Regions from separate parts of the Mus musculus genome. Here regions 2, 3, 4, 5 and 6 are each linked to region 1. A link is a contact called in public ChIA-PET, HiChIP or PLAC-seq and promoter capture Hi-C data. All regions are on one chromosome and are shown on one strand. Each heading gives the region's core, a stretch centred on a gene start, on an enhancer-like site or on the middle of the called end of the contact. The rest is flanking DNA. Distances are from core to core; before and after follow the strand shown.

Region 1 (4,981 bases), core at 1,660-4,159:
CATATTCTGGGCATATCTAGAAACATGTGCAGGGCCTCCCTAGAGGATGGAGCCTGGATGGGGCTCTTACCATGCCCTACACACCCCATACCCAGGTGCTTGGAACCCCTACAGCCCACTGACCAACTCCCTTTTCTGTGGCCACAGAGCTCTGACTTGGAAGACAGTTCACCCAGGAACTCCCAGGAGGTGAGTGTGGACATAGAGTGGTCCTTCCCTGGCCTTCAACCTCTACCTGACCTCACACTCATCTCCCACATGGTCCTGTCCCCTTAAACTGGGCTGTCCCTTTTCTCTCATTTTGGGTTGGATTCAGGGAAGAGTGCTGGCCAAACTCTAAGCTGTTGCTGTGAGCGAAGTGAGAAGTGAGTCATAGACTAATGTCCCATATCCTGGCCTCTCAGGACAAGAGCTTCATGCTAGGGTTTCCTTTGCCTGTTGGCCTGACTGGGACGGAGTCCCTGAGAATCTCTGTGCAGAGGGGTGATAGTGATGGCTGTGTCAACTGAGGAGCTGGAGTCAAGCGGGCAGTGGGCTGGGCCACACTTAGTACAGGAAGGGCAATGGTGGCTTGTAGCATGGTCTAACTGGGTGGCGTGTCTCTGTTTGGAAGCTCTCACTGCCTCAGGATCTGGAGGAGGATGCCCAGCTCTCAGACAAAGGTGAGGATACCGTGTACTATCAGAGGCATGTAGGCTGCAGTCTCCTGGCCTCCCTAACCCTGGCCCATCCTCAGCACGTAAAGCTGTGTCACTTACTTTGTCTCAGAATTCACACCACTCCAGCCAAGGATGATACTCCCCAAGGCAAGGAGAGTCAATGGTGAAGGGCAGAACTCTTAGACTAACACACCCGGAGAATAAGGAATCTGATTTGAATGTGGGACTTAGGTCTCAGGGTCTGTGGCTCAGAGGACAGTGATTGTGGAGGCCCCATCCCTCATAGGCCCATCTTTCCCCACTAGCCTTCCTCCTGCAGGGGGAGATACTAGCCAGTACCCAGGTGTGCTCAATGAGGAGGGGAGGAATAGAGCTACGGACAGGGCCACAAGCAAGGAGCTGGGGGTTGTGCTATCCACAGCAGGCTGACAGGCGGGACCCTCCTCTGATCTAATAGCTGGGGGGTGGCAGCTGGGGCAGCTGAGGGTGGGTGGCGAGAGGGTCTGGCGCAGGGAGGAGCCCAGGGAGCTTTCGTGACAAGTCAGACAGACTTCCTCAGCTCAGCCTTACCCCAGGCTCTAACCAAAGGCAAAAGGGGAACAAGAGGTGTAGATGGAGAAGCACGGGTCACCCACTGCAGCCCCCAAGACCCAACCTGAGGTCACTGAGCTCCATGTGGGCACACAAGGAGAAGGATGCAAGAGCAGCCAGCTCCCTTGAAGGCATGCCAACAGTTAGGCACAACGAAAATGAGAGGGGAAGGGGGCAGGGCTGCTGGGACGGGGTTGTTCTCACACCCTGAGCCCTCCTTGGATATAATTGTTTCTTGATGTTCATAGCCTTCCCTGCACATCTTCTACCTAGAGGCTTGAGCCTTGGTTTGCCCAGGACCTGGGGCATGCTGGCTCTGGCTACCTGGAATGATTATTCTTCTAATTAATATGGTGTACTTGCACTAACCCAGGCCCCCGATGCCCTGAGCTCTCCACTGAGGCTGCCCCCACACCACCCATGGGAACCACTAGACACAAAAATGTTGCCAAGCTAAAAGGGACATGGACTGGGGCATGCATTCGCAAATAATCATGGGGACCTGGAGTCTTTCCTAGCCATCTGTCCTTGTGTTTGGTGACAGTCAGCTTGGGCGGTATGGGTGACTGATGGTAGGAGCCCTGTTGATGTAGCAGTCAAGGGCTCAGCCTGTTTCTGTGAAATGCAGTCCCCACTGGACTCATGCAAAGGTCCCAGCCCGTAAGGCTGACCTAGGCTAATGCTAGTTGGGCTGTTTGCAGAGGGAGGTGGCCATACCAGATGGGGCCCCCATAAGCACAGATCTTCCTTTCAGGTGTACTGGCAGACAGGGAGAGCCCAGAGCAGCCCTTTATGGCTCTGAACAAGGAGCATCTTTCACTGACCCATGTAAGGCTGATTGGGGTTCCCAAGAGCCCTGGTTACTACATGGCTGATCCTGGGGAGGAGGGTGACGCCACTGGACAGCTGGGGATCACAAGGTCTTTGGTAGTGTATGGGTAGGATGTAACATTTGGATAGTGGGGTGGTTGGACAGGGGAGGGGACAATGTAAGGACACCCATACTGCTGTTCACTGCAAAGAAGTCTTCCACTCACCTGGCTACAAAGGGGTTGTCACCCCACGCTCAGTCATCTCGGAGTCCAGCAGACCCCACGGCCAGCTAGCTATGCTCCACACCTGCTGGAGTCCCAGGGCTGCCGTGGTAAGGCCACGGTGTCCAGCTGCCCGCCCCGTTGTCCAGCTGCCGGCCCCGTTCCTTCTCTAGGGCATGGGGCCCAGCAGCAGCGAGCCCCCGGAGAAGGAGCGGCGGCGCCTCAAGGAGAGCTTCGAGAACTACCGCAGGTGTGGGGCGGCGGGCAGGACGGCTGGCGGGTGGGACACCTGTGCCTACCTGCTCACACTGCGGGCCCCACAGGAAGCGGGCGCTCCGCAAGATGCAGAACAGCTGGCGGCAGGGAGAAGGGGATCGCGGGAATACGACAGGCAGCGACAACACCGACACCGAGGGCTCCTAGCGAACCGCGCCGAGGCTGAGCATCTGTGGAATTGTGAAAGGATGCTGCGGTTTTTTTTTTTTTTTTTTTTTTTTTACTGTATTAGAATTAGAAAATGCAACTAAATAAAATAATCACCGAGCTGAGCCTGTTGGTTGGATATGCAAGCGGGGCGACACCAGGGGGCAACAGAAAGCAGTGCACCGGTGGCGGATGGAAGCCGAAGAGGGCCGCTTCCGGCCGCTGCGCCCGTTACCAAAATGGTCGACGCAGCTTCACGGGGCGGTGCAAGAAAAGGTGGCTAAGGATTCGCAGGCGGGATGTTGCGGACAGCGCTGAGCCGCATGCCGACACTACTTCGTAGTGTGCGGACCCGGGATTCCGGACCGCGGCGGCTTTGGGATTTGGGGGCTCGCCTAAAGACCGCGGAGAGACTTCGGGGCTGGGCCTGGGGCTGGGCCTCGGGCTGGCGGAGCTCGAGCTCCGCGCCGGGATCAGGGCGTGCGGCGGCGCTGGGGCGCGTGGAAGCGGACCACTATCAACTCGTCTACACCTGCAAGGTGGGCGCTGTCGGCAACACCTGGTGCTGGCTGGTTTCCTGTTGGTGTAGGGTCCTGGCAGAAACGTGGAAGTATCCTTCGGACCAGGGAGGAGGCGGAGTCTTTACAAATGGCTGGGTGGGAATGAGGCACAGGGCCTTCTAGGTTGGGTTATCAGGAGACAGGCGTCTAGAAATGACGCCGTCGCCTAGGTGGGATCATCAGAGAAAGGGTTGAGGCTGTCCCTCGGGATGGAGTTAGACCTTGGGAGAGACTTTCCTGTGTATGCCTTGCCTGACCACCTCTCTAACCCAGCTAGGTCTGTGGGACTCGGTCATCCAAGCGCATCTCAAAGTTGGCCTATCACCAGGGCGTGGTCATCGTGACTTGCCCTGGTTGCCAGAACCACCACATCATCGCAGACAACCTAAGCTGGTTCTCTGACCTGAAGGGGAAGAGGTGAGGCCAGCTGGGAGGGGTAGGAGACAGTAAGATTGTGGCCCTGTGTGAGCCTGGATCCATTGCCTGGATCTCTCTACCTGGACAGCCCAGCTTCCACGTGGACCTGGAAGCAGTTGAATTTGAACTTCAGATGAACCATGAATGGCCCCAAATATGGCAAACTAGTTCTATGGCTCTACCTCTGTCACTGCCTGACCTCTGATCTCGCCAGGGGCCTTATCAATCTCTAGTGGAGGCTTTTTGTCCTCTGCCAACTCAGGGCAGATGGAAGGGTATGTGTCAGATTATGGACTGGGGCAGCCTTCAGTGGTGTTCCCACTTTTGGGAGAGCAGTGGGGAGGGCCAGGAGTCAGTTTGGAGGCTGTGCCTGATGCCTTCTTAATGTTCTATGAGGAGGGATCAGTGGCAGGAGTAAGGGCAGAGCCACAGAGGAGATAGCCTGTGATAAGTGTGCAGGCCTTGGGTCTCTAGGGTTCGCCTCTTAGACCTGGACTGCAGAGAAATCTCAGCTCTGATATGTAGGGACAAGACTGAAATGCAGGGATGGGTGTTACCTGGTGAGAGGCAGGGCCACGGCCCTTGGTGGTACACTGTACGAGAGAGATGGCTTCTGAGGACTTGTTAACAGATACATTTGGTGAAGGTGCCATTAGGTGCCTGCAAGGTACTGGTGTCACTTGGATGCTGGGACAAGTGTTCCAGGCCCAAGATGACCATGGGATGCCCTTGAGGGAGCCCAGAGTAAGGCTGATGCTGCTCTTACTGTCTTGCAGGAATATTGAAGAGATCCTAGCAGCCAGAGGAGAGGAGGTACGCCGAGTGTCTGGTGACGGTGCCCTGGAACTGATTCTGGAGGCTGCTGTACCCCCTGACACCCCAGAAGGGGATGAGGATCCCCCCAACCCTGGCAAGATGGGACAGAGCTGATCTGCATACTCCTACAGCTGCAGACTCCAGTCTTCCCAAAAGTCGCTCCCTTCACTTGGAGCCTCACAAGCCTGCTGCTGTTCCTTGTCAGTAAAAAGCCATCACCTCCAGGCACCGGGCCTGGGCTCCTGTTTTTCTCTTGTGAAGTCAGAACAACTCTGTGGCTGTAGGAGCCCAGCCTCATGCCCACCCATGATAGCCACAGTGGTGGCTTCGGGGGTGGCTTTGTCCCAGTGCAGTCGGTCTCCTTCTTAAGTAGGGCTGGATCTGGTCTTGAGTTAGGCTCGTGGCCTCAGGTGGTTTTTTGTTCCTCAGAGCTCTTTACTTCTTCCTTCTATATGACCTGCCTCCACCCCCACCCCACCCC
Region 2 (4,981 bases), core at 790-3,289, 810 kb after region 1:
TGGTTGGATCAGCAGTGCCTGCTGCAAGCAGCTCTTGTCCCAGAACAGTTTTCATAGCTGCAGGATCTCACTTGGACTCCCTCGGCTCCCAGAATCCTTGCAATCTTCATTAAACTGCTACCAGAGTTATTAGGGTCAGAGCCTGTTTTGGCATCCCGAACAAGCCCTGCTCAATCATTTGTCCTCAATAAGCTAATCAGAGGTGAACTTTACCAGTGAAAAGCAGAAAAGATCTATTCAATGTATCCATACTAGAAAGAAAAACAAAGAGATTCAATGACACAGCCTTCACCATATCTACCTTCCAGCTCCTGGATGAAGTAATTAACTTCAAGTAGAGGCTGGAGGTATGCATCACTAAGTAGGCTGGGTCAAGGTGTGGTCCTGTCCATCACTGACCCATCATTGTCTGAGCTCGGCTAGCCTGCAAGATGGCCTGAAGCTGCACATCTCTTCCCAGGAGACAAGTTTCTTCCTCGGTTGGCCCCAGGCTTCAGCCTTCTTTCTCCTTCTGAGACTCCTGGAGAATAATTAAATTTCCTGGGGTACATTGTTTCAAGAGACTGGTTGCCAAAGAGAAGAGCATAAGTATCTCTTAAAGTCAGTTACAGAATGAATGCAGGCAAGACACAGAGGGTAGAGTGCAGAGGTGTCCATCCTTCCACACTGTGATATAACAGCTACAAATGTTGGGATGCTATCCTGGGATACATGCTGTGGGTTGGACACCCCTGATGGTGAGCTCTAAATACTTTGTGTGTATATACATATATGTGTATGGTGTTGTTTATATGTGGTTATGTGTGTAGCGTGTGTGTGTGTGTGTGTGTGTGTGTGTGTGTGTGTGTGTGATGTCTAGAGATATATAGAGATATGTGTCAGCATATATATATATTTTTTTTCTTTTTTGCAGGAAGAGATGACTCAGGAGTTAAGAGCTCTCTCAGAGTTCTGAAGTTTGGTTTGGGTCCCAGCTCACAAGAGCCTGTAACTTTTTTTTTTTTTTTAAGATTTATTTATTTATTTTATGAGTACACTGTAGCTGTCTTCAGACACACATCAGAAGAGGGCATCCGATCCCATTACAGATGGTTGTGAGCCATCATGTAGTTACTGGGAATTGAACTCAGGACCTCTGGAAGAGCTGTCGGTACTCTTAGCCACTAAACCATCTCTTCAGCCCTGAGCCTATAACTTTTGCTCTAAGGGATACAATGGCCTCTTTGTATGGAATCCCTGGATACTTCACTCATGTGCACAGACATACATACTTATAATTTTTTTAAAATACCTTTTTAACAGGACTGCAGAGATGAGAATAGACAATTGTCAGAGGTGTACAAATCTACATGTTGACGTAGACTCAAGTCTCCAAACATAAGCTTTCTTGGGGGACATTTCCCTGTTCATGTGGTTGAAGGTGCTCTTGATGAATCCTTCAAACTTTTTTAAAAACCTTTTTATTGGTTCATTGTGCATTTCACATCATGCACCCCATCCCACCCATCTCCCCCTCCCCTTGTACCTGCCTTTCATCCTTGCAACCTCTCCCACAACAGATGGAAAAAAATCTCGTCGCGGAAGCTGTAGTATGTCAGTTTGTTCCACAGTATACCCTTTTGTCTACACTTCTTTGTTCGCAAATATTCATTGAAATGTTAACTCTTTAAACTTTTAAATTACACTTATTCGTCTATTTGTGTGTATGACTAAATAATGCATAAACCCCTGCTCTCTTTCCACGATGTGGACCCAGGGCTCGAACTCGAGTTACATTTGGTGGCAAGTGACTGCAAGTGACTGACGTCCACGAAGAGAGGCTCAAGGCAGCTTCCTCAACAACCTTGCTAGGAACCGGAGAAACCGGCTTAGCCCCCACCCCCTGCGCCGCTCTGACTAATCACCGCTCTCTGCGGTTCCGTGCTCGTTCCTGGTAGGTTCCTGCTTCCGTCTGTCAGCGGGCAGAGTCAAGGCGGCCTATTTGACAAATCGACGGCCGCTGCTGCTCCCTGTGAGCTCCTGGTAGGCGCGTGCGTCTGTCCGTCAGACGGGGCGGGCCGCGGCAGCGGGGGTGTTTCCCGGCGAGCGCTGAGTTCCGGGCGCGCGAAGACCGTTGGGTGAGGCGGCGCGGATCTAAGCGGGGGGTCTACTCTCAGCGGCGGCCGGGCTGGGGTCAGGCGCGGGGTGGGAGTGGCGGTTGGGGGTCAGATGCGGGGCCGCCGCTGTCTGGGTGAGGTGGGTGGGTAGACTTTTCGGAGCCGCGGAGCCGGAAACTGAAAGTCGCGGGAGGGGGGCCGGAAAAGTTCGCGACGTCCGCAGCGGTGCTTGGCTGCGCGCCTACCGCGGTGGCTCGGGGTTACAGCAGTACGGTCCCTGCCCCAGATCTCGGTCCGGCATCGCGCCCGAGGGACCCACGAGCCCCACTTGCCCTTACTGGCCTTGAGCGAATACCTGGTCTCCCAGGCCACTTTTACCGCTCACCTCCCACCCACTTATGCTTTTTGGATGGGGCAGTCAAATTTGGTCTGCCAAATTTACGTCGCCTTTTCTGACACCCGGCTACACAAATCACGGACACCACCTCCCCCATAAGGCCTCTTCCCTGTTGGTGGTTTACCTTCCCTGTCCTCCTTTATTTTTTCAGATCTCACCTTTCTGCCCCTCAGAACCTCTGTTTCTCTGGAAACTATCTTGCTTTTTGTAAAGTAGTCTGGCCTCGAACTACTGAGTGCTGGGATTAAAGGGCCTGCGCCACCACCGCCCTGGAAACTATGTTGATGGGATAGATGCATATGTGTCAGGGTGTGGAGACTGATCCCAGGGCCCTTAACCTCCTGACGCCTGCCTAATGGAGGTTGGACCTAGTGTATATTCCACATGATGGACTTGAAGCCCTGAGTAGGTGGAAAGGACATGAGATTGATTAGAACTCACAGACGTACTCCCAGCGGGCCCCAAAATCGGAGAAACAAACTTTCAGCTCCGTGGACACAATGCAATGTCATCATTGTCTTGTGTGCAACTCACTAGCTTGGCTACCAGTCCCCCAGAGAAGTCACAGTTGACCTTGCCACCACGGCCCCTTCCTGCCTGCGTAACTGACTGAGAAAGGTGGTATTTAGTGACCCAAAGTTAACTGTTATCAGGTGGAGACCCCAAGCAATCTCAAATTGATGTTTAAGTCTTAAAAATTAACTTTATTGCTGAATACTTAATGATGGATTTATAAATACTTGAGTTTTAAAAGCTGAAGGAAGGGTTGTTTTTTATCAAGCCTTGTGTGTACATCTGGAAGGCTGAGTGCTGTCAGCAGTTGTGTCTCTGGTCTGAACTGGTGGCTCCTTGCCTGCCTAGCAGGTCTGTGAGGTGTTTACCTGTTGGCTGTTTTTTTCCCTGGGACCCTCTAGTCCGTACCTAAACTGACTATTCTCTGACAATACAGGCTGCCTGGAACCCTGTTACTCTTCTCCTGTTTGCCAGTCACCATGGGCTCCTCAGGAGATTCTCCACTATGTCCACACACCTGAGCAAGGGCCATGTGCATTCATAACCTAGTCTCACTGGCTCCTGGGCTGCAGCACACTGAGCACTTCCAGTCAGAGCTCTCTGGGAATCCCTGCTGTGGTTCCTCCTGCACCCATGAAGTAGCAGCAGGCTGGACAGCACAGAGGACATGGCAGCAGCCAACTTGGAGAAAACCTTCTTCCAAGAAGGAGATGCTTCCTGCCTCTCCTCTCACTACTGTTTTCTGAGAGTTGGTTTGGGGTTTCCTTCTTGACAGTGGGGTGTCAGGCCTCCACTTCCCATGTGGTTGCTACATGGATTGTCAGTGTAGCTTGGCAGGTGGGTTTCATGGGGTGGGAGCTTTTACAGGCATGGACAGGATGACCTGGAGAAGAAAGAAAAATCTAGAAAGAGTTGTCCATAGATCCTCCAGATTATGCCAAGGATGGGCTGTGCGGCTTCCAGGCTTATGCTGAACATCTGTCCCTGTGTACTGGCCTTGCCCCCTTTACATAGAGGGTTGGAGACAGCTTGGATGCCACACTGGACATCCATCTCATAATTGTAGTGTGCTCGCCCTGTTCATGTCCATAGAGGAGGAGACACGGTGGCTGCTGCATCTAGGATCTGGGACCCAGGTGGGCAGTGGAGTTAGTATTTGGGGCAGGTTGTAATTTTGGTGGATGGTTCAGCTAAAGAAAGTCAAGGATTTGGAACCTGGACATAGTCTTAGGGTTGCCGTGCTCAATTAGAGCACAGGGCATGGGTTGTGAGAGGAGGTGAGTTTGTGACAGGCTGGACAGTTGTGTTGCACAAACAGATTCTGTGCTGTGTACCTACTATCACTTTATGGCATTACCAGCTGGGCCATCTAGTTATTGATGTGGCTGCAGCCGTCAGTAAAGGATCCAGGAGGGGAGAGCTATAGAAGCTGGCATTCCTCCTTCCTCTCTCTAGCTCTGCACTCCTTGTCTTCTGACGGCCAGTACCTGGGCTTATGTTGGGCATGGTACAAACCTGTAAGAACTGATGGGAACCAGGGATAGGGAAGACAGGTGGAGTTGGGCAGCTGTAGCTTTAATGACCAGAGCTGGGAAGCCATTGAGGTTCTGAGCTGAGTAGGCCCAGACTTCATGCTGTGATAAAGGTCCCTCTGACTCAGGAGACCACAGTAGCAGCAAAGAAGCTATGCAGTCAGAGCTGGAGCTGTCCGTTCATTATGTTTGAGTGTTGAGGTTCTAACAGAGCCCTGGTGCTACACACAAACACACACACACACACACACACACACAGAGGGAGAGGGAGAGATTCCAAATCTGTTATTGCTAGGCATGTGAGATTGAAGCAGAAGAGATTGCTAAGGGGCATATCTGGGAGGATAGACATGGAGTTTAAAGCCCTACTGTGTGTTGTGGCCTTTTTCTTTTTTTTATTTATTTATTTTCATTTTATGTATATGAGTACACTGTAGCTGTAC
Region 3 (4,981 bases), core at 755-3,254, 730 kb before region 1:
CAGAGTGGTCATTGTGAAGAGAGCTATTAACCAGGTTCAGCCCACTGTCTAGTTTGGATCGCCTTGGGAGTTTTACCTGCTTTACATCGGTTATAGATGGGATACCCTCCTTCTTCTTGAGCAATGGCAGCCTTCCCTTCCCAGAGGAATCCTCACAGCCAGGTATCCAGCAATCTGGTCCTCAGGTGCAACACAGCTCAGGGGTCTGGGCCCTCCTCTCTCTCTTTTTTATTAGATATTTTCTTTATTTACATTTCAAATGCTATCCTGAAAGTCCCCTATACCCTCCCCCCCACCGCCCTGCTCCCCTATCCACCCACTCCTACTTCTTGGCCCTGGCATTCCCCTGTACTGGGCATATAAAGTTTGCAAGACCAAGGGGCCTCTCTTCCCAATGATGGCCAACTAGGCCATCTTCTGCTACATATGCAGCTAGAGACATGAGCTCCGGGGTACTGGTTAGTTCATATTGTTGTTCCACCTATAGGGTTGCAGACCCCTTCAGCTCCTTGGGTACTTTCTCTAGCTTCTCCATTAGGGGCCCTGTGTTCCATCCTATAGATGACTGTGAGCATCCACTTCTGTATTTGCCAGGCACTGGCATAGCCTCATACAAGACAGCTATAACAGGGTCCCTTCAGCAAAATTTTGCTGGCATATGCAATATTGTCTGGGTTTGGTGGCTGATTATGGGATGGATCCCCGGGTGGGGTAGTCTCTGGATGGTAAGTCTCCATCCTTTCGTCTTAGCTCCAAACTTTGTCTCAGGGCCCTTCTCTCTTGAGAGAACAGAGATATGGAGGAGGGGCAGAAGGAGGTACAGCCTGCACCTGGCTCCTGATTCCCTTCCAACAAAACAGCCCCTCAAACCCAAACACCCACCAAGGGTTACGGTGAATCAAATCAAGAGAGCTTCCAGCCTTGCTGCTCCAACTCTCAGAATGGCTGCTGCGCACCTCAATTTAAACCCTGTCCTAGAAAGGAAGCTAATGTAGCTTGTCCCAGGTGGGTGTCATCTGCTGGTGAGTTAGACAATGGGCTTCAGAAAAAAGAGGCAGCTTGCCCAAAGCCACACAACAAGGTAGCCTACTGCCCCCTCCCCCACCACACACACACACACACACCACAGAGCAAACTTAGGGACTCAGTCGCACCCAGCAATTCCAGGGGAAGAAAGTCTGGAAATGGTCAGCACCCTCGAAGCCCTGATACCAACTGTCCTACTGTCCTACTGTCCTTCTGTCCTTCTCCCTCTCCCTTTTTTTCTCCCTCCCTCCCTCCTTCTCCTGCAGGTGTCCAGGAGCTTGGTCAGCATCACCCTTACGTCCACCCACCCCCGACACTGAAGGTCTCCATCTGAGTCCCTATTTTCACTCCAGCACAGAGTCCCCATCTCACACAGTCCCATTAGCCTCCATGGCTCCCCAGTCCCTGCTGCTGCCAAAGACAGGTGCCCAGTCAGCCTCACACTTGGTTTTCATTAAGGCTCCCAGACACTGCTGGATTCCAGCCAAGTCCAGCTCAAACAGGATCCATCTCTCCCTAGGGTCCAAAACCTTCAACAGGCCCACCACAGCATGGCTTTGCAGACCAGACAGCAACTGCTAGTACCAAGGTTGTTGCCTCAGGACCACCCTGCCACTGTGTGGCATAGGTTGTTCCCCCCTTTCTCTGTGGTTGAATACCCTCACCAGGGGCTGGGACATCCCCCGGCCCCCATTCTGAACAGCTTGGCTGGTCTGGGATAAGCTACATCTCACACCTCCCAAAGACCACAGTATGAGCAGGGACAAGTATGTAGTGGCCTACCTCACCCAGGGTCAGCAGGTTGTCCTCCTTTTAGAGAAAAGGGTGAGAGCTACTGCCAGGTGCACGGTGCAGGAAGGTGAGTGCAGAGATGTGCGGGCTCTGCCTGTCTCTGGTCCTGCTTCCCCAGCTGCCTCCCTCTCCCACTTCAAAGAGCATTCAAGGGAGGGGGTTCCCAGGAGGGGCTCTCAGCCCAGTGGCTGCTCTGTGGCCGCAGCTGCCTTTATAGCTGTCAGGCAGACGGGGAGGAACTCACACTTCCCACCGCTGCTCCCCCGCCCAGCCTGCTGGCGGCTGGCCGGGCGCACACTTTAACCCGCTCTGCTCCTCTGGAGTATGGCCAGGCTGTCCAGCTGCCTGCTGGCTGCTGCTGCCACAGTCCAGGATCAGTGAGTGAGCCTGAGACTGGCTTGCCTAGGTCCAGAGTGACTGACCCTAATGGATCAATTAGCCTGAGGTCATGTGGAGGGAGGTTGGCAGTGGTGGAGCGGAGCCCCCTTGACCCACCCATCTAACTTCAGCTTCCAGAGAAGGCTGGAAACCATGTGATGTCCAGGCTTTCGGCTCCTGTTCACAGGGAAGACACAGAGGTCCAGACATTGCACGGGTGCAGGCCACCCTCCGTCCTTGGAAAACAGACCTGAACAACGGAGGAACTGAGATACATCCAGAGATCAACCAACCAATGGCTCCAGGGAGAGGAAGAGGTGGCTACAGCCTATCGACCAGATGTCTAGGAAGATCGTCGGCACGGGGTATTCTGCAGATGTTTGGTACCAGCTTGGCTGGACCCCACAGCAGCTGGGCAGCTATTGGCAAGCAAGCAGGACTCAAGAGCTCTGTCCCTGCTGAGCTAGAGCTGAAGTCTTATGAATCCAAGAGGACTTTGGATGATGAGATGTCTGCTCTGACATTTCCTGCTCTCTGAAGCACCCCGTCCTGGAAAACAGGCACCTTCAAATGCTAAGTGATTCTGAAACAACATCCCACAAGCTGGCTGAGCCATTTCATCCATGCCTCTGTCCCTGTAGTGGGGACTGGAAGTCCTCTCCTTTTCTCTGTCCCTCCCTCTTGTCCCTCCCTCTGTGCTAGATGATAAGCTTCTTCAGCTGCCTCTTTGGGCTGCTAAGAGTGATACCCTGGGGGAAGTCTTGTGTCTGACCACCAGACCGCAGCCAAGAACAAAGCAACCAGCAAAAACCAATCAGCACCCAGCCTCTCTGTGAGGCTTGAGTCAGGTGACAAGCATCTTCATCATCTGTACTTTACCGAGGAGAAACTGAGGCTGGGAAGTGGAGTGGTCTGCTAAAGCCACCAGTCAAAGTTGTGACAGATACAGGTTGCGGCGCTGCTCTGCCACACACCCTCTCCTTCTGCCTGGTTCTTCAAAGATGCTGGCTGGCTCTCCCAGCTTAGACTGCGACAGGGGGCAGAGGGTCAGCTCTCACTCTGCCGGTGTTCAGTAGTGACTGACCTTAAGGTATTCAGCTTCTGTTCTCTGTCACCCTGACCTCCCATGACCCTTATCCAGGCTCACACTGCCCCCCTGGGGCCAATAAGAAGAAGCACAGACATTCTACAACCTGACACACAGCACACACACACACATGCATGTACATGTGCACAGGATCTCACTGGCAGACCCAGATCAGATCTCCCTTATTCTGGAAGCCTCTGCCACTTCTCCTCCACCCTGGCTGACTACCAGACCCTGTACACCCTGGAGCCGACCCAAGATCTCCTGGCACTTCTGGCTTCCACATGCTCCAGCGCCGGGGTGACTAACAGTTTCCCTTGGGAGGGACCCCACAGCCAACTGACATGCCCACTCGGCATCTTCCTTTGGCCTGGCCACTTGGAAGACAGACCTGTGGAGATGTATCGTTGCCTTTGTGATGCCCACGAGTGTGTGACTCTCTAGGTACTGGCTTCCTGCATTAGCTATGCCTTCATTTCCCTATGGAAGATCCTTAGGAACTTCCATATCCAAGACTCCCTGGCAGTCATAACTACTTGGTCCACAATGGGCTGAGGATTTCAGAGAGATTGAAAAAGACTAAACTCCACCCCCCAACCAGGTTCCTCCCCTACCCTGCATCTTCAGAGTGTTCCCTCATACCGATGAGGGTGGATACTCAACTGTCAAGTGCCCTGAACCAAAGCTGTATAGCATTAAACAATAAAATGTCATGATGTGCCAGGAGAAGTGTACTGATGAGAAAGTTTTGTCCTGCTTTCTGAGTGGGGACATTTTGTGCTGAGTCTCATAAATGACCTGTCCATGCAGTCCAGGGGACCACTGTGACCCCCATTCCTCACTCCATCCACCAAGCTTCTGGGGCCTGAGGTAACCTAGAGTCACCGAAGGAGCCAGTGGCTCTGGTCTGGTTCCTGTCTGACTCTTCCGTACATGCTTAGACCCCCAACCTGCTCTTCCGAAGCTTCTTTTTCTGGGGTGTGGGGGGCTTTCCACAAGGACCCTATGACTTTATTTCCTGAAATGGCCCATCAGACTTGAGGCTAGTACTCCTTCTGAGGTTCAGCTAAAACCTGAAGGATGGACATTCTTGAGTCTCTGCTGTTCCACTCACTGTAGGCTGCCCAGGAATGGGGGTTGCATACTCCTGGGTGACCAGGTGAGAAATAGCATAGCATGTACTAGGCTAGACCACAAAGCAGAAAACTGAATTTCCCACTGATCTTGTCCGTGAATACTGGCTTTTTTGTGAAGCCTACATATGAAGTTCAAGTTGAGGAACCCAAGCCTGTGTCTCAGTATAACTCCTCAGTTGACTGTGGTCTGAGATTGCATGAAAAAGGGGCTCCTTTATCCCCCAAATCAAATCAAGAACAGGGTTAGAAGACCTAATGTGGCCGGAGGTGAGATGTGGCTGGCACTCCATAAACCGAAAGCTGAGAGGCTGGGTACTCAAGTTATGGCTAGCCAAGGAATGCTGGTACTGCAGACTCCTGGGAGATCACAGCTTGCCTATGGTTGTTCTAGACACAGCAGCAAAAGCTAGGGACATCCCACTGGACCTGCAAACCTAGGAGAAGGTTCCCTGCCCAAAGAACCCATGGGCACCCCCACTAACTCCTCTGCCATTAGCCTGTATCCTCTAATCCTGAGATTAAGAGATGTGTAATAAGGAATGACAAAAAGTAAACTTTGATG
Region 4 (4,981 bases), core at 1,402-3,901, 680 kb before region 1:
AGGAGCCCATAGAAGAAAAGGCAAGAAGGGACAGTGTGCCCATGTGTAACTTTGCTCTCATTTGAGGCAAATGTGAAAAAGAGAAGCAACTATTGCAAGTTGGCCGCTGACCTTCACATATGCAGCATGCACTACCACACGCATGCGCACACGCACACTCGAGCAACATGTAAATTTTTTTCGTCTGAAAGGCCCTGAAGCCTGGGATCACACACAGCACACATGGTCAAAGCTGAACAGTGCCTCCATTTTCTGTCATGGGCTTCAGGGACCAACCCACAGTGCCAAATTGGGGCAAGCCCCAGCTGCTCTCTTTGCTCCCCTCTCTTCCCCTAAATTTGAGCCAAGGTCATTCTTGGTTATGGGAATGGTGGGTGAGGGAAAGAAAGCATCCCAGTGAGCCAAATGAGAAGAGCCTGTCAAAGGCTTCACCCTCCTACATCACATCCCACAGACAAGGACCACATGGGAGCATGGGAAAGAAACATGGTAAGACACAGGGAACTTGCCTTGCCAGCAGAATATAGTGACCCGCTCTGTCCTGGGCTGGTGAGATGGCTCAGTGGGTAAAGATGCTTGCTACCTAAACTAGACAATCTGAGTCCAGCTTCTGGGACCACAGGGTAGAAGAAGAGAACTGATTATCTCCAGTTGTTCACTTATGTCTTCTCTCTCTATGGTACTCACTCTCTCTCTCTCTCTCTCTCTCACACACACACACACACACACACACACACACACACACACACACACATAAACAAACAAAATGTAGTAAAATATATTTTCAAAAAAGGTCCTTAAATAATCCCTGGCAGGCCACCAGGGAATATAGTAAATTCCAGGTCACCCATAGCTAAATAGAGAGACCTTCCCCTCCGCCCCCATTTTTTTTTTTAAATTTTTTAAGGAGCAACTATGACATTTCCTTAAAAGCTGCATTGCCAGGACACAGGAAGTGGGATACAGAACTGATTGTGTGAGAGATGTCCTCAAAGGCCACCAAGATTGCATGTCTGACTACCTACCTAACAACCCCAAGTATTTAGTGGTCTAAGGCAGGAGTATTGAAAGGCCAGTCTGGACAACCTGGTGAAACTTATCTCAGAGTAAGATAGGGCTGTGGCTCAGTTAATGTAGTGCCTGCCTGGGTCCAATCCCTAGCACAGAATGAATCCAGGGCTGCAGTCCCAATTGGAGGTGGAGGCCAGAGGATAAAATTAAAGTGGGTGGCTACCTAGAAAGTTTGATGCCAGCTTGGAATACATCAGACCCTGTCTCAAATGACAAAGGAGTGGAAGGGGCCTGAAGAGATGGTTCAGCGGTTACAAGACCAGGTCCTATATGCTCTGGCTCCCATTACTATTTGGTGACTGACCGGCCTGTAACTCCAGCTCCTACAAGTCCATCATTTCAGCTTCAGGAGCACAGACTCACAGACAGACATAAAATTTAAAAATTATATATCTTAAGTTTTTCACATGTTTGGGTGTTTTGTCTGTACCACATAAAAGCTGATGCCAAAAGGCACCAATTGTCCTGGAAATGGAGGTAAGAGGAGGGTTGTGTGCCAACCCGTGGGGCTGGGAAATCAAACCTGAGTCCTTGCAAGAGCAGCCAGTGCTCTCAGGCTCCCAAAATTATGTATAACACACACACACACACACACACACACACACACACTCAGCTTGGATGTGAAGTGGAACACCACTCACTGAAAGTTCACCTCCCCACTAAGTAACAGACAGGCAAGGCAAACACAGGAAGGAAAGACGTCCAGCCAGGGTGGGTCGCAGCAGTTTTGTGGTCTCTACTGTCCTCTCTAGAAGTGTTTCTAAAGGGGAACTGAGACTTCTACAACACCCTTTACTGTTTTAATAGCCTGGTAACAAAGGGTCAGTTTATAAATGTGAACAGGAAGTAAGTCCACTCCTGTGACTGAAAAAGTCCAAAGACACAGATAGGCATCTTGATTGTGGCTTTTTCCACCTCCTAGAGAAGTTTCTGTTTCGTTTTTTTTGGTCATTTTATACCATTACTGGAATGATTTTGAACAGTGCAAGCTATTTGGACAACCAGGAAATCCCAGAGATCAGGAATGTAGCTCAGAGACAGATTGCTTGCTAGCAGAGAGAAGCCTTGGGGTTTGTCCACAGCTATGGGGTGAGACACCGCAGGGCACCTGCTGGAGTTACCCCTAATTGTTTCTGCTCCACCCTCCTCCTACTTACTGTACACACCCAAAGTAGTGATTCATTGGAGTCAACTAGGGTTAGGAGGCGAGAAGTGAAGTGGCAGGTGTAGAAGTGACATCTATGTGACGGGAGAGGGCACAGAACAGGGCCAAGCAAGGCAATAATAAAAAAATATATAATAATAACAATCCTCCGTGTGACCTTGGCAAGCTTACGACTCTCTGGGCTTCTCCTCCATAAAGCCAGACCCAGCCATGGAGCAGTCCACGCTCTTAGCCTGGCGAAAGGGTGCTCAGGCGGCCCTGCCCTAGAAGCGGGTTTCCCCGGCAGAATCCAGCGCCTCAAGGCGCACGCGATGGGACACGCCCGGGAGCCCGATCGCACCCTGCATCCGAGGCGTGCGGCTGTCTCATTGGACAGCACGGCTCTGCAGGGCCGCCCTGCAGCCAATCGCATCTGTAGGGCGGAGCTTCGCCTGCTGTGCTGAGGGCTCAGGCAGATGCTTTAGCTCTGCAGTGGAGTCCCGCTGTATCTGACCATCCGCGCTGGCCATGCAGGAACCCCTGCTAAGAACCGAGGGACTCGACTATGATACCTTCCCCGAGGTGCCCGCGACTCCTGGAGAGAGAGAACGAGCCGGGTGAGAGTCTCAGGGTGTGGGCATGGGAGGTTGGGATGGCCTTATCTCCAGCAGACGATACACATCTTGGGCCATTACTGACTTCTGGTGAGTGGCCACCAAGAGTCATCTGACTCTTTCTTACCGCATGCTCGCAAGTCCTATTTAAAGAACTGGACCACCATAAAGAAGAGAGCCTCCAAAGGAATACTGGGTGGGATCCCCACCTGCCACAGGGGGAGGACATGGGTCTTGCCTAAGATCACAGAACAAGCTTTGAGCATCACAACAGGAGGCAAAAACCACAATTTCTTTTCTGGAGAAAACGGGCACCAGCCCCAGCCGACAGCCTGGGGATTTCCCAGAGCTGCTGCTAAGGCCTGAAGACAACTTGACTGGCCCTGGACCCAGGCCTCTCCTGGTTATCTGCCGAGCTGGATGGTCATGGGCTCGGGGAAGGCAGCAGTCTGGGAACTCAGGGTCCATTTAAAGGACTTGTCCTTGGTCCTTTGGTTCTACCCCATCCCCCACCAGGGCCTTGAAAAACAGAAGGGTGTTCCTGGCTACCTTCGCCGCTGTGCTGGGCAATTTCAGCTTTGGGTATGCCTTGGTCTACACATCTCCAGTCATCCCTGAACTGAAGCTCTCTTCTGACCCAGCACTACACCTGGACAAAATCCAGGCATCCTGGTTTGGGGTGAGGCCTGTTCTCTAAATCAGATGGGGTAGTGGAGGGAGCATGGGCCCACTCAACCTGCTTACCACAGGGAACTAAAATCACCTAGCCTTGGAACCTCCCCTAGAGCACCGGTATCTCTCCCTAACACGCATTCCCGTCTGCTAGCGGTGATGGCAAGTGACATGAGGAAGTGACATCCTGCAGAGATGTGGGCCAGGGCTGAGGGGAAGATTTCCCAACCCCATACCCAAAGCCAGGCTGCCACAGCAGAGCTGACATCCTCCTGGGTGCCTGGAGGCAGTCACACCAGATGCTAGCGGGATGAGAGGTGCCATATGGACAAGGACAGAACGTGGCTAAACAGAGCCCAGGAGCCCAAGACTTTAACGTTAGAATGTCAGTAGACCCTGAGTTAGGACTGCGACTTGACAGCAAAGCTGGAAAGATTTGGGGTCTCCTGAGCATTTCAAATGGGGTGGGAATGTGCAAGGCGCACAGCACATGCTGAGCACATGCTAGACACTTCGTGAAATATCTTCACCCCTGAGGTTAACTATGTTTTTCCCATAACGCAACTAAGAAACTGAGGCCACACTGTGTGCCCTGGTCCCACTGCTCATGAGTGGCAGACTCCAGCCAAATTCTTTATTCCTCAACAACTCCAATGACCCCCAAATCTTAAAGTCCCAGGCCTACAAGTCATAGGGTTCTCTTTGGTAGTGTGTGAGCCATAGAAAATGCCTTTAACTTCAGCACTTGGGAGGCTGAAGGAGGAAGATCATGTTCTTGAGGCCTGCTTGGGCTCAAAAAAATATTGGACACTCCTGGACAGAGCCACTGTAGACAGGCGCCCCCTCTCCTCAAAGCACCTCTGGAGTAGAACATTTATGGTACCTTTACATATAGTTGTCCACAGGCTGCTGTGCACCTCTGCCAACAGGGGACTCTACCAATGAATGCCTGGGTTTTGGGTCAGCTCTGGAGGAACTCTCTCTAGACTCCGGTGGGGGTGAGAGCTCTTAAAGCCACTTATCTTCTTGTACCCCTGCAGTCCGTGTTCACCTTGGGTGCCGCAGCAGGGGGCCTCAGTGCTATGTTACTCAATGACCTCCTGGGCCGGAAGCTCAGCATCATGTTCTCAGCTGTCCCCTCAGCCATTGGCTATGCAATCATGGCCGGTGCCCGTGGCCTCTGGATGCTTCTGTTGGGGAGGATGCTGACGGGCTTTGCCGGGGGACTCACTGCTGCCTGCATCCCGGTAAGGCCAGATGTCTCCATTGCCTTGGGGCTGTTCTAGACCACCCCTGCCTCTGAGCCTTTGCTCAGTGAAAGTGTGTGGGGTTCACTACATTGCCCAGAAAACCTCAGCTTCCTCCACCAAAGCAGCTGACATCATTGTCACCCAAAACTTCCTACCCTGTGTTTTGACCTCAGTTCCATGCATTGCTCAACTGAAAAAATTTGCATTGCACAAGGGATGTGAAGGGAAGT
Region 5 (4,981 bases), core at 1,846-4,345, 620 kb before region 1:
GGCTTGAACTCACAGAAATTCATCTGCCTCTGCCTTCCACGTGTTCATATTGGTTCTAGTGCTATCATATGAACGCCCATGAACACCATTTGTATAGTGTGAATTCCTGCTGTCCTCGAACCATCATATCTCACATGTGCTCTGTGTGTGCTGTATGGATGGTAGTCCTCTCTAACAGAACACTGGCTGCCATGTTGCCATTCTGACATACATGTTAATGGTGTGAGGCACCTCTGCTCTTCCACCTGTTAGATCACAGGGAGGAGGAGTCTGTAAAAAAAAAAAATGAAGCCTCACATTTCAGCCAGAATAGTACCTGTTCACACCTGGAATGCTCATTTGCCCTGTGCCTCCCTAAGACAGAGGCAAGAGGCCTGCAGAGAGAACAGTTGTATACTGAGCCTGCTGTCGGCCAAATGAACATTAGGGCAGAGCTGAGAGGCTCCGGGAAGGACTCTGGTGTTGAGAGGGATTCCCTGACGTTGCTCCACGGTCGCAGACAGTGGAGAGGGGGAAGAGGAAGACAGTAGTGACCGCCCTTTCTTTTCAGGGCCATGAGCTCCAGCTGACCCTCAGCTTCTATGGGAGAGTTCAACTCACCGTGCTCAAATGTACTGACTTGTGACCACAAGCCCTGTGAGTGGGAGGCCCTGTGTCCAGAGGCTTGGAGGGAGAGCCCACAGACCCCCCAGGGCCCTGAGCCCATCTTCCTGCACGGGTCATAGCCCAACACCACTCACGATATTGAGATTAGTGAGCACGTAGCGTTCTGTGTCCTCCTGATGAGCCCGGGAAACATCGGGGCCCACAGCTACCAGGAGTTCCAGGTGCAGAATGTCCTCCAAAGTCCTTCTCCGTCTCAGTCTCTGGAGGTGAGAGGGAGGATGGCCTAGGGGGGGGAAGGGAGAGGCTGAGGACCAAAGTTTTAGAAAGCAGGTGTTTGGAGCTAGCAGAGAGGGCTGACCAGTCAAAAGGCTGATTTCATGTCGACTCTCGGGACCCAGTTCTCAGTCTGAGTATTTGGTGAAGGTGTGGACAGGAGTCCCAGTTCAGGCTGGAAAGCAGGTAAAGGGAGCAGGTCTTTAAAGAGTTGAGGCTCTGCTTGAGACAGGATCCACCTCCCTCTCCCCTGCTCCTCCATCTGGGACCCTCTCGCTAAGGAGGAGAGGTCCAGTATTCTTTCTTTGGTGAGACAGAGGGAGGGAGGAATACAGGCCAGAGATAGGGTTCTACATAAGAGTCCTGCTCTTCCAGGGTCCAGAGAGAATGGAATGCAAGCTGCCTACAGCCTTTGGACCTTGCCTAGGGGCTGGATCAGTTCTCAGCAAAGTAGTCTAAGCCTTGAAGTGGTTGTTCCTTAAATGAACCAACAGGAAGGAGGATAGCCAGCTTTGGTCTCTGGACCTCAGGAATCCAGCTCAGTGCTCACTGTCTTGTGGAGTTCAAAGGAGAAGGAACCCAGGGAGCAGGAACTCAGGGAACAGTGTCCCAGACCTTCAGGAACCTAGAGGTGGGAAGACCCAATGATCCCGACACTGTGTCCTGCCCAGGCCTCAGAAAAACTGGGTTTAAGTGGGGGGACATCTCCTCAGCTTCTGTACCCTGACTCCTAGGCTCATCTCTCTCTGGACCTTGTCAGCATCTATATGGTGTGTGTATGGAGGCCAGAAGTCAACTTCAGGCGTTGTTCCTCTGGAGTCCCCCATCTTGTTTTTTAAGACAAGATCTCTCACTGAGACCTGGGGCTCAGGAACGAGGCTAGGTTGGCCGACCCGTGTGTTTTCCTGGCCAGTGGTTAGAATAGAAAGGATTGTGAGATATACGATTTGTGACCAGGTTTCTGTGGTCTTGGAACAATGCACACTGCCTCTCTTCAGTACTGGAATTAGAAATTGTGCACTCCTCTGCCCAGCTTTCTATGTGAACACAGGAACTAAAACTCAGCCCTCAAGTTCCCACACACAGACACACTTTACCAAGTGAGCTGGCTCCACAGTCTATCCCCCAACCAGGGCTCTAATCAAAACCACCAACTTTTCCTCTGAGAAAAGAGATGGAATCCTGAGAGGCAGAGCTATAGGTCGTGGGAAAGCCTTCTCCAGGAGGAGCACTACAGGACAGGAGCCAGAGTTGCTTGGCCTGTCACTCACCTTGTTTCCAAAGAAGGAATAAATATTTACAGCTATGGCTAGAAGTGGCAAGTTCCTGAAAATCAGCCAGCCCCCTGGAGGCCATCCACAGGCTAAGGAGGCCAGCCGAGGAACATCCCCTCACTTGTGACGCTGAACAGAAGCCTGGGGTCAGGACTCCAGGGCAGCCAGAACACCCAGAACAACTATTATCAAGTTGGCAGGAAGCAATGATGCTAATTAACAGAGAGAGACTAGCTTCTCTGACTTCCTCCTTCTATGACTGAGAGAACCCTCGTGGGTCTGACTCAATGGGAAGTCCCTCGGTCCCTCATCCAGAGCTCAAGAAACTCCCCTGGCTCAGAGTACATCAGGACAGCTACCTGTGAATGGAGCAGCATGGTGGCCAAAGTAAGAAGACACATCCTTGGGCTCCAGATCTTGAAGAAGACTCTGCAAAACAAATGACATAGAAGAGAAGAAGGAAGGAGGAAGGTGGCAAGGGGGAGAAGAGAGGACAACAGACATAGGGACAGAGCATGAGGGGCAGTGCCTAGGCAGGGAAGATCAGTCCACATACTGCAACAAAATGGAGTCTGTCTTGTTACCAGAGTAAACGAATTTCCTCCTCTTCAAGCAGAAAGACTCCACCCACTCCACCCAAGAGCTTTGGCATCCCCTCTCCCAAGTGATTGCAACACCCAACACCAGATCTTGTGTGATCCCACCTTCTGGAAGTCAGAGAGCCCCCAGCAGCCCAGAATGAAGATGGCACCAGTGAGGATTCCTCTGACACTGACAGCATAACAAGGCTGGCACGTCAACCACAGGCAAAGCTGGCTCATCTTTAGAAAAGGCAGTTGATGGCCGGACAGGAGCCCTAGTGACTGGGATTCTGGTTAGTGTGCAATGTTCACTTGCTGGCTGGGCGGGACATCAGGCAGTGTTTACTCTTGGGAGCTTCCTCCCAGGGCAGGGTTATGGGGTGGGCAGCAAGCAGCTTCTTGCCTGGAATGATTCCCAGTTGAAGAGCACCAACCATGTCCTGCACCAGGAAAAGTTCCAACTGTGCACCCTCCTCCTGGGAGGGTCTGGTCTAGCAGTTCAGTCTGGACAAAAGCAAGCCCTAATAGGACCCAGGGGGTGTGGGCTCGCATATAGTGACAGACCCTGAGACTGCTCTTTTGGAATCTTTGACTAGCCACTAAAAGGATGCACTAAGGACATGACAGTCCTGGCCCTTCAGCCTACCTCTCCCCTGGCACCCCCATTTCCAGACTTCATCTAGATCTCCTGTCCCTTTACCCCTGCAGAGACTGCCTCTCACTGCACTTGCAGACACCCTGTACCCTCCGCCCAATCCTCTGCCCCAAGTCCTTTTTGAGCTGTCCATCTGGTCTGCACCTGTGTTGGGAGCCGACTCCTAGTAGAAAACAGCTGTCATCTCTGCAGCCATCTCAGGCTATTTACTAATAGGTAGGTACTTTTTCACCCTGATGAGAGACTTGTTTTCCTAGCATGATGTTTTTGCAAGAAGCCCACCACAGCTCAACATACTCTGATAACATCTTGTTTATCTCCTATACGTCCTGGACTTGTGGTTAAGTGTCTCCAGCTGCACTCCCCAGCTTGTGCTTATATACCTATAGTTGCCTTTCAATAAACGAGACTTGAGACTTGATCAGACAGTCTTGTCTCTATTCTTCAAGTCTCCTGTCCCTCCACCCCCACTCTCTCCCTTGCAGACCCCGTTGACTGTTGGGAACAAAATAAAGGCAGACGCGGAGAGACTGCCGGATGCTTTTCCACTCAGCCCGGGTGAGCATGCCTGACCCACGCAGCGGGGAGGTGGAGAAAGGGGCAGCCCCCGACCAGGGGACCCCCCCACAGCTACCTTGCTAAAGCCCCAGGGTTACAAGAGAGAGGGAATAGGGGAAGAAGTTCCCAACACTGACCAGAGTGCGCAGCGGAACTTGATGGAGCAGAGACTCTTTATGGTCTAAGAGCTTTATTATAGAAATGCAGGGGAAAAGAGAGAAAGGAGAAAGGGGGAGGGGAAAGGCTAGAGAGAAAGAGAGAGAGGAGAGGAGAGGAGAGGAGAGGAGAGGAGAGGAGAGGAGAGGAGAGGAGAAGACAAAGAGAAGGGGAAGAGGAGAGAGAAGTGAGAGGTGAGAGAAACAAAGGAGTAAGGGTAAGAGAGCATAGTGGGGGCTGCGCACCCCTTTTTATGGTCTTCACTGTTGCTAGGTAACTAGGGAGGAGTTTAGCCTGAAGGTCAGAAGCTTGGGCCATTGCTTATGTGACTACTGACCATGCTTCTCTTGTAGGGGCTGTGGGAGGTGGTACCTTAGGCAGGAGCCAGAGTTCCAGGAGCATGAGAGAACGCCTACCATGTCATGTAGGTGAATTATTGTAGCCTCCCCCCCCAGCCTGAAGTGGGCTGGTACAAACCTTGTCACCACTGAGGTGGGGCCACCTGCGGTGCAGCTTTCGACTTGGCTGTCTCCTTTTTGAGGTGACAACTGCCCTGCTCTTCTGCTTCCTGAGACATTCCTGAATAAGCAACCAGCCTGGTGACCAAGTGCTGACAGAATGGCTCCAGGCACCAAGAGTAGACTGGGGGGGGGGGGGGGGGTGTGCAGATGCGGATGGGCCTTCCCCCTTATAAGCACAGTCTCTTAGTAAACTCGTGGGCCTTGAACAGAAACGTGTCTTGGTCTCCACTAATTTCTCTTGCCGTCTAAGTCTCTTTCAGCCCCAGCCTGTCTCCCAGGTGTGCAGGGTTCATGTAGGCCAAGGGCTGGCATACAACAAATTATGACCACTAGGGTTCAGACCTCAGCTCGACTGGA
Region 6 (4,981 bases), core at 1,782-4,281, 550 kb before region 1:
GATGGCCTCTCAGCCCCTCTTCTGGCGTCCCCGGAGACTGGTGCTGGTCCCTTACAGTCTGCAGCCCCTGTCCACTCCCATGGTGGTGGCCCTGGCCCTACAGAACACACCTGAGCCTCTTGGGGTACCATCGCAGGGTAGCCCTCCCTAGGGCCTAGTTTATCAGAAAGGAAGTGCTGTGGATACCCAGCACAGCCTAGCTTTTTTCAGTTTTAGCTCCCTTGGGGACTTTGGGATCAGGAGCCACTGTAGCCTCAGGAACCTGTCCAGGCCAGGGCCAGTTCCCCGTGATGGTTGGGGAATGCTGTCCAGTTATTTACAGCAGGTGGCTCCCTTCCTGACTGCCAGTGGAAGTTTGTCCCATTGAAGACCTTGAATAGGGAGGGTGGTTGGTGATAGGAAGACAGCCTCAGTTTGTTTAGAATTGTGAGGTATTCAGTGGACCTTAGTCAAGTCCAGTTACCCATCCTTAGGTTCAGGTTCTATAGAGAGCCCTGTCCACTGCCTGCTGCCTGGAGCATAAATGTCTCTGCCACAGCTGACTGTCCAAGATTGTGTGAGAGGCAGCTAGCCAGGGTGTCTTCCTGGATTCTCCCACCATTTCCTTCTGCTACTTTTGAGATGAGACTGTTGAATAAAACATTAGCTTTTTGTGCTGTTGTCTGTCTTTCTTGATTAGTCCAAGATTGCCCTTGGGTTCCTTGAGTAACAGCCCCTCCTTTTTTTTTTTTTTTTTTTCTTATAAAAGTGGCATGGCACTTTTTATTTTTACAACCAGAAAATAAGTCCCAAATTCTCAGTTCAGAGGCTGTAGTTGAACAACAGAAAGGGGGTAAACAGGTACCAGGTAAGACTGGGGGCCCTGGCCCGCTCAGCCCAGAGAACCCCAGGTAGCTAGCACAGAAGTTCTAAGTCTAGTAGTGTCCTCTGCTCTGGTCACTTCTCCTTCAGGGGCTCAATTTAGCCACTTGGACTCCAGTTCGGGGCTGCCCTGAGATGGGGCTGGGGTGGTAAACAACCCCTGATCACAGGTAGTATGGGCTGTGGGACAGGTGCAGGCCCAAAGATGTCTCTGTAGTAACAGGTGTCAAAATCAGGGCTGAACACTGTTATAATGGAAATAAAGAGTCCAGATGGGGGCTTCCAGTTTCCCTACCATGCCTCTGGGGTGGAAGAAGAGCCCTTAGAGGTGGGGAAGCAGCCACTGAGCCACCACCCCTTCACATCTCTCATGTGGCTGGAGGATCTTCAAGTAGACACTAGCATCATCCCACAGCCAAGAAAACTGTGACCTGAAACCTGGCCAACCAAACCCACAGTGTGGCCGAGTCACCTAAGCCACTGTGCTCAGGGCAGGGAATACTACATTGATGGGAAGAGGGAGTAAGGGGGAGATGGGAGAGTGAGGCCTAGGCTGGCACTTCATCACACATGTCCACCACATACAGGCATACATATACACACCATTCACACCTGCACACATGCGTGAGAGACTCAGAGATGCAAAGACAGTGTTGGCAATAGAGACACCAAAAGACGCCGAGGGATTCCAACAGCTCCAAGTCCTTAGAGTGGCTGGGTAACCTCTCCCAGGAGTTGTCCATCACAAAGCAGCGCATGTGAGGAGCACAGTAACACCAAGAGGCCTGACACCCATGGAGGGAACAGTGGGACGGCCCCTCCTTATATAGCTTTGGGTTCCTGGCATCTAGTAAATCCGTGACATAAAATAAATGGATGAAGAATCCGCTAGTACTGCAAGCTATATGACTGCAGCACCTGTACCTTTGATGCCACCTATTTTTGCCATCCTACTTAGAGCTATCATGCCTGCATCTTAGAAGGACTGGCCTTGGGCTTGGAAAGGCTGAGGTGTCTTGCTCAGAAGCGAAGATCTTAGAAACCGGGAGCTCAGACCCCATTGCCCCTCAGTACCAGGCTCACGGCTGACATACAGAAACCATGGTTCTCGGGCAGGTATGTGCATTCAGCCTGTCACTCCTGACTACCATCAGCATGCCTCATCCATGGTTGTAGTCCTGGGTCTATAAGGAACATAGGCTGGTCACCAGGTGACCCAGCACCTACAATAGCCAAAAAGAACATAGCACTGGAATGTGTAGCTAGGGGCAAGTCACTGCCCCAGTGAGGGAGTTTTCCAGCAGTGATGCCAAAGCAGTGTTAACTGTTGGAAGAGCTTGTAAGTGCCCTGGAGAAAGCTTAGCCACCTAGTGAAAGACAGTGTTTTATTGTTTAGTCAATTCTGTCGTTCACATTTAAAAGCGAAACTTCTCCTTTAAAGGGCACCATTGTCTTTCCTCTGCTTGCGTGGCCAGGGCCAGAGCTCCCTGGAGATACTGCTTGGGGATTTAGTGTTCTAGAAATTCAGAGTCACAAGTGATGTAAGTTGTGTGTCACCTTTTTTCATGAACTTCTGAGTTGCTGGGTCACACCCAAAAAACTACCGGGCAGGCTCTTCTTTGGGCTTGCCTTTCCCTTCATTTCCTCATAAGTAGCTTTAACGCCATCTGCAAGTAGTTTCTTATTCCTAAGGGCTCATCACCATTGAGATTCATTGCTACCGCATGTAATCTAAGATCCACGCCATACTCAGGTCTCTAGTTGTGGCCCACGTCTTTTTATACCTGATTGCGTTTTGCTCTGTGTGGCGGGAGTGGCAATAGGATGCTGGGCATCCCCTGCAGGCGGGGTTCTGACCTTCAGTCCAGCAGTAGGGAAAGAGCTATAGTAGCCCAGGTCTGCCCGGCCCTGAGGGCTTCAAGCTCGGTGGGAGCCCAGCCCTCTCAGGTTACAGGCTCCATTTTCAGAGAAACGCCTCCAGATTGAGGAGTAGCCGGCCCGTCAGGCATGGCTAATTGAGCTCCGAGAGGAAAGCAGCTGCTAGCGGATTTACACTGTGGCTTCCGGGGCTGGCTGGCTGGTTTGCTAACCTGGAGTTTAGATTACGGCTAATCCTTGGGGGTGGCTTCCGGTGCTCCAGGCTGCGTCTGCGCATAAGATACTTCCGGCGGGGTCACGCCGCTCTACTGGTGGTACCTGCGTGTACGGAGCTTCCGGCGGGGCTCCACCGCGGGAGCTTCCTATTCTGGTCCCAGCCTTGGTTGGCAGCATGGCTTCTCTCCTGGCCAAGGATACCTATCTTCAGGACTTGGCCAAGAAGATCTGCGCGCAGCCTGGCCCTGAACGACAGAGGAGCACATGGGGTAAGGCATCCGGCTCGAGCAGCTTTTGGGAGCAGACGCCGTCAGTAAGGAGCCCGCTGTCCTAGGTCGGGGCCGGACCCCCCGCAAGGGATATGAGTTCGAGCGGGTGGGTACTCGCGGGGACAGCAAAAGCTTGAGCTCTGGGCCCTGAAGGAGTGGGAGGCAGTTAGGAAATTACCAGACTCGAACGGAAAGAAAATCGGGCTTGCTACTACAAGTGTGAAGAGTTTTCTTACTGGCGTGTGTGTTTTTCAGCCCTTGTCTGTGAATGTGTTTCTTGTGTTGAAAGAACGCACACTCCATTCTTGGCTGTTTAGTTTAAAGCGCTAACATTTCCTTATCTTTGGAAGTGGAAGCAAGTCTTAAATCATAAAATGTTAATTGCGTCTGGGCCTGGTTGGTAGGGAGGCTGAGGAGAAAGACCTCGAGGTCAAGACCCGCCTGCCTGTCAGGACTACAGGATGTGATCACCTCTGCATGAGCAACTTCAGGAAACTCTCCGAAAGTAAAAGGAGCGGGTGGAGATATGGCTCAGTGGTTAAGAGCACTTGCTACTTTTGCATAGGACCCAGATTTGGTTCCCAGCAGCTACATGGCAGCTGACACCAGCCCCTAATTCCAGTTCTAGGGACTCATTAACACTCTTCTGGCTCTCAGTGGCACCAGGGATGGTCTTGATGCACAGACATACTTACAAACAGCACTCATAAAAGTAAACGAGTCTGGGAGGCACAGGTGGGAGGTGGTCTGCAAGCCTTTTAACACCAGCACTTGGCAAACAAGCAAGAAAGATTACTGTGAATTCCAGATGGCCAGGACTGCATACTGAGACCCCTTTTATTTGTTTGCTTGTTTGGAGACAGGGTTTCTCAGTGTAGCCTTGGCTATCCTGGAACTTGCTCTGTAGACCAGGCTGGCCTTGAATTCAGATTCACCTGTTTCTGCCTCCCAGGTGTGCCACCACCGCCTGGCTTAAGATCATGTGTTAAAAACAAACAAACAAACGGAGCTGGAGAGAGGGTGCAATAGTTCTGTGTATCTACAGCTCTTAGGAGAGGACCAGATTGTTCCCATCAGCCACCCTCATTTATGGTGCACATGATTAAAATGTAATAAATTTACCAAAAGAAAAAGGAGGTTTGGAAGTATGATTTAGTGTTGGAGTACTTGCCTAATGTGTGTGAGAGCTGTTGTGTGGTATCATGTAGGAAGACACATGAGTACCTGCTCAGCCAGGACACACATGCTGCACGTGAGCACAATGAAGCATTTGGTCTGGAGCCCATTTAGAATGATGGTGGCCTGTAAACATGGGTTTAGGTTTCCCCAAGTCCCATTTTCCAAGGGAAAATATTCCTTGAAGTAGTTTCTTGAAGTTTGACAGAACGAAGAAAGTCAAAGCAGGTTTAAAATACATTAGAGTGTATACCAGGTCATATAGCAAAATGACAGCTTTCTTTAGGACTAGATGCTGATGGCAGTTCCTCCCGTCCCCCAAACAGGGCTTCTCTGTGTAGCTTGTAATGTCCTGGACCCTGTAGACCAGGCTGGCCTTGAATTTACAGAGATTAGTCTGCATCTGCCTCTGAAGTGGAGTGCTGGGATTAAAGGTGTGCCTGGTGCTGATAGCATTCTTAATTTTTAGGTTGGCCTGCTAAGTGAGTATATTCCAAAACGTTTATTATCTATTAGTCACATGGAGGAGTCAGTCTGCAGACAGCTTCTTTCCAGGAAATCTCTGGCAGAACCAAAGGCAG

Evidence for each region. Promoter capture Hi-C pulls out the DNA fragments that hold promoters and counts their contacts. ChIA-PET counts read pairs in DNA pulled down with a chosen protein or histone mark. HiChIP or PLAC-seq counts read pairs in DNA pulled down with a chosen protein or histone mark. Capture Hi-C pulls out chosen DNA fragments and counts their contacts.
Region 2: a contact with region 1 is called in an RNA polymerase II ChIA-PET map of memory CD8 T cells, with 9 read pairs. The contact joins the promoter of Traf2 here to the promoter of Dnlz in region 1. A contact is called at or near these places in 5 of 39 promoter capture datasets (cranial neural crest, hematopoietic stem and progenitor cells, hippocampal neurons and 2 more), 1 of 484 Hi-C or Micro-C datasets (CD8 T cells), 3 of 115 datasets of contacts at active chromatin or transcription factors (bone marrow-derived macrophages, memory CD8 T cells and pancreatic cancer cells) and 1 of 9 other capture datasets (liver).
Region 3: a contact with region 1 is called in a promoter capture Hi-C map of adipose tissue. The contact joins the promoter of Adamtsl2 here to the promoter of Dnlz in region 1. A contact is called at or near these places in 1 of 39 promoter capture datasets (liver), 1 of 115 datasets of contacts at active chromatin or transcription factors (embryonic forebrain) and 1 of 9 other capture datasets (adipose tissue).
Region 4: a contact with region 1 is called in a promoter capture Hi-C map of pre-B cells, with 2.0 times the contacts expected there. The contact joins the promoter of Slc2a6 here to the promoter of Dnlz in region 1. A contact is called at or near these places in 5 of 39 promoter capture datasets (hippocampal neurons, liver, pre-B cells and 1 more), 1 of 484 Hi-C or Micro-C datasets (CD8 T cells) and 3 of 115 datasets of contacts at active chromatin or transcription factors (bone marrow-derived dendritic cells, double positive thymocytes and memory CD8 T cells).
Region 5: a contact with region 1 is called in an H3K4me3 HiChIP or PLAC-seq map of bone marrow-derived macrophages, with 3 times the contacts expected there. The contact joins the promoter of Adamts13 here to the promoter of Dnlz in region 1. A contact is called at or near these places in 3 of 115 datasets of contacts at active chromatin or transcription factors (bone marrow-derived macrophages, large pre-B cells and pancreatic cancer cells) and 2 of 9 other capture datasets (liver and macrophages).
Region 6: an RNA polymerase II ChIA-PET map of memory CD8 T cells shows a contact between it and region 1, with 45 read pairs. The contact joins the promoter of Surf6 here to the promoter of Dnlz in region 1. A contact is called at or near these places in 15 of 39 promoter capture datasets (the 3T3-L1 cell line, the C10 cell line, HPC-7-derived erythroid cells and 8 more), 1 of 484 Hi-C or Micro-C datasets (regulatory T cells), 10 of 115 datasets of contacts at active chromatin or transcription factors (the SCID.adh cell line, bone marrow-derived macrophages, embryonic stem cells and 6 more) and 4 of 9 other capture datasets (adipose tissue, embryonic stem cells, liver and 1 more).

Annotation. Positions count from the first base shown.
Region 1 is chr2:26,350,038-26,355,018 of GRCm38.p6, reverse strand. Dnlz (DNL-type zinc finger) reads left to right here and starts at 2,909. Exons shown (of 3, transcript NM_026828.3): 1 at 2,909-3,246; 2 at 3,545-3,684; 3 at 4,461-4,981. The coding sequence starts at 3,007. The coding sequence ends at 4,614. It overlaps Card9 (caspase recruitment domain family, member 9), which reads left to right. Exons shown (of 13, transcript NM_001037747.3): 9 at 148-189; 10 at 614-662; 11 at 2,005-2,078; 12 at 2,458-2,534; 13 at 2,608-2,832. The coding sequence ends at 2,707.
Region 2 is chr2:25,543,998-25,548,978 of GRCm38.p6, reverse strand. It overlaps Traf2 (TNF receptor-associated factor 2), which reads left to right and starts at 2,039. Exons shown (of 11, transcript NM_009422.3): 1 at 2,039-2,117. It overlaps Gm35476 (a long non-coding RNA gene), which reads left to right. Exons shown (of 4, transcript XR_866044.3): 4 at 914-1,054.
Region 3 is chr2:27,076,402-27,081,382 of GRCm38.p6, reverse strand. It overlaps Adamtsl2 (ADAMTS-like 2), which reads right to left and starts at 2,004. Exons shown (of 19, transcript NM_029981.2): 1 at 1,810-2,004.
Region 4 is chr2:27,025,668-27,030,648 of GRCm38.p6, reverse strand. Slc2a6 (solute carrier family 2 (facilitated glucose transporter), member 6) reads left to right here and starts at 2,651. Exons shown (of 10, transcript NM_172659.2): 1 at 2,651-2,832; 2 at 3,346-3,508; 3 at 4,542-4,748. The coding sequence starts at 2,744.
Region 5 is chr2:26,971,530-26,976,510 of GRCm38.p6, reverse strand. Adamts13 (a disintegrin-like and metallopeptidase (reprolysin type) with thrombospondin type 1 motif, 13) reads right to left here and starts at 3,095. Exons shown (of 29, transcript NM_001001322.2): 1 at 2,858-3,095; 2 at 2,513-2,582; 3 at 741-889. The coding sequence starts at 2,974. Gm36649 (a long non-coding RNA gene) reads left to right here. Exons shown (of 6, transcript XR_003953777.1): 2 at 551-872; 3 at 3,443-3,605; 4 at 3,875-3,947; 5 at 4,875-4,981.
Region 6 is chr2:26,900,937-26,905,917 of GRCm38.p6, reverse strand. It overlaps Surf6 (surfeit gene 6), which reads left to right and starts at 3,031. Exons shown (of 5, transcript NM_009298.4): 1 at 3,031-3,224. The coding sequence starts at 3,131. Med22 (mediator complex subunit 22) reads left to right here. Exons shown (of 4, transcript NM_001033908.1): 4 at 1-651. The coding sequence ends at 114.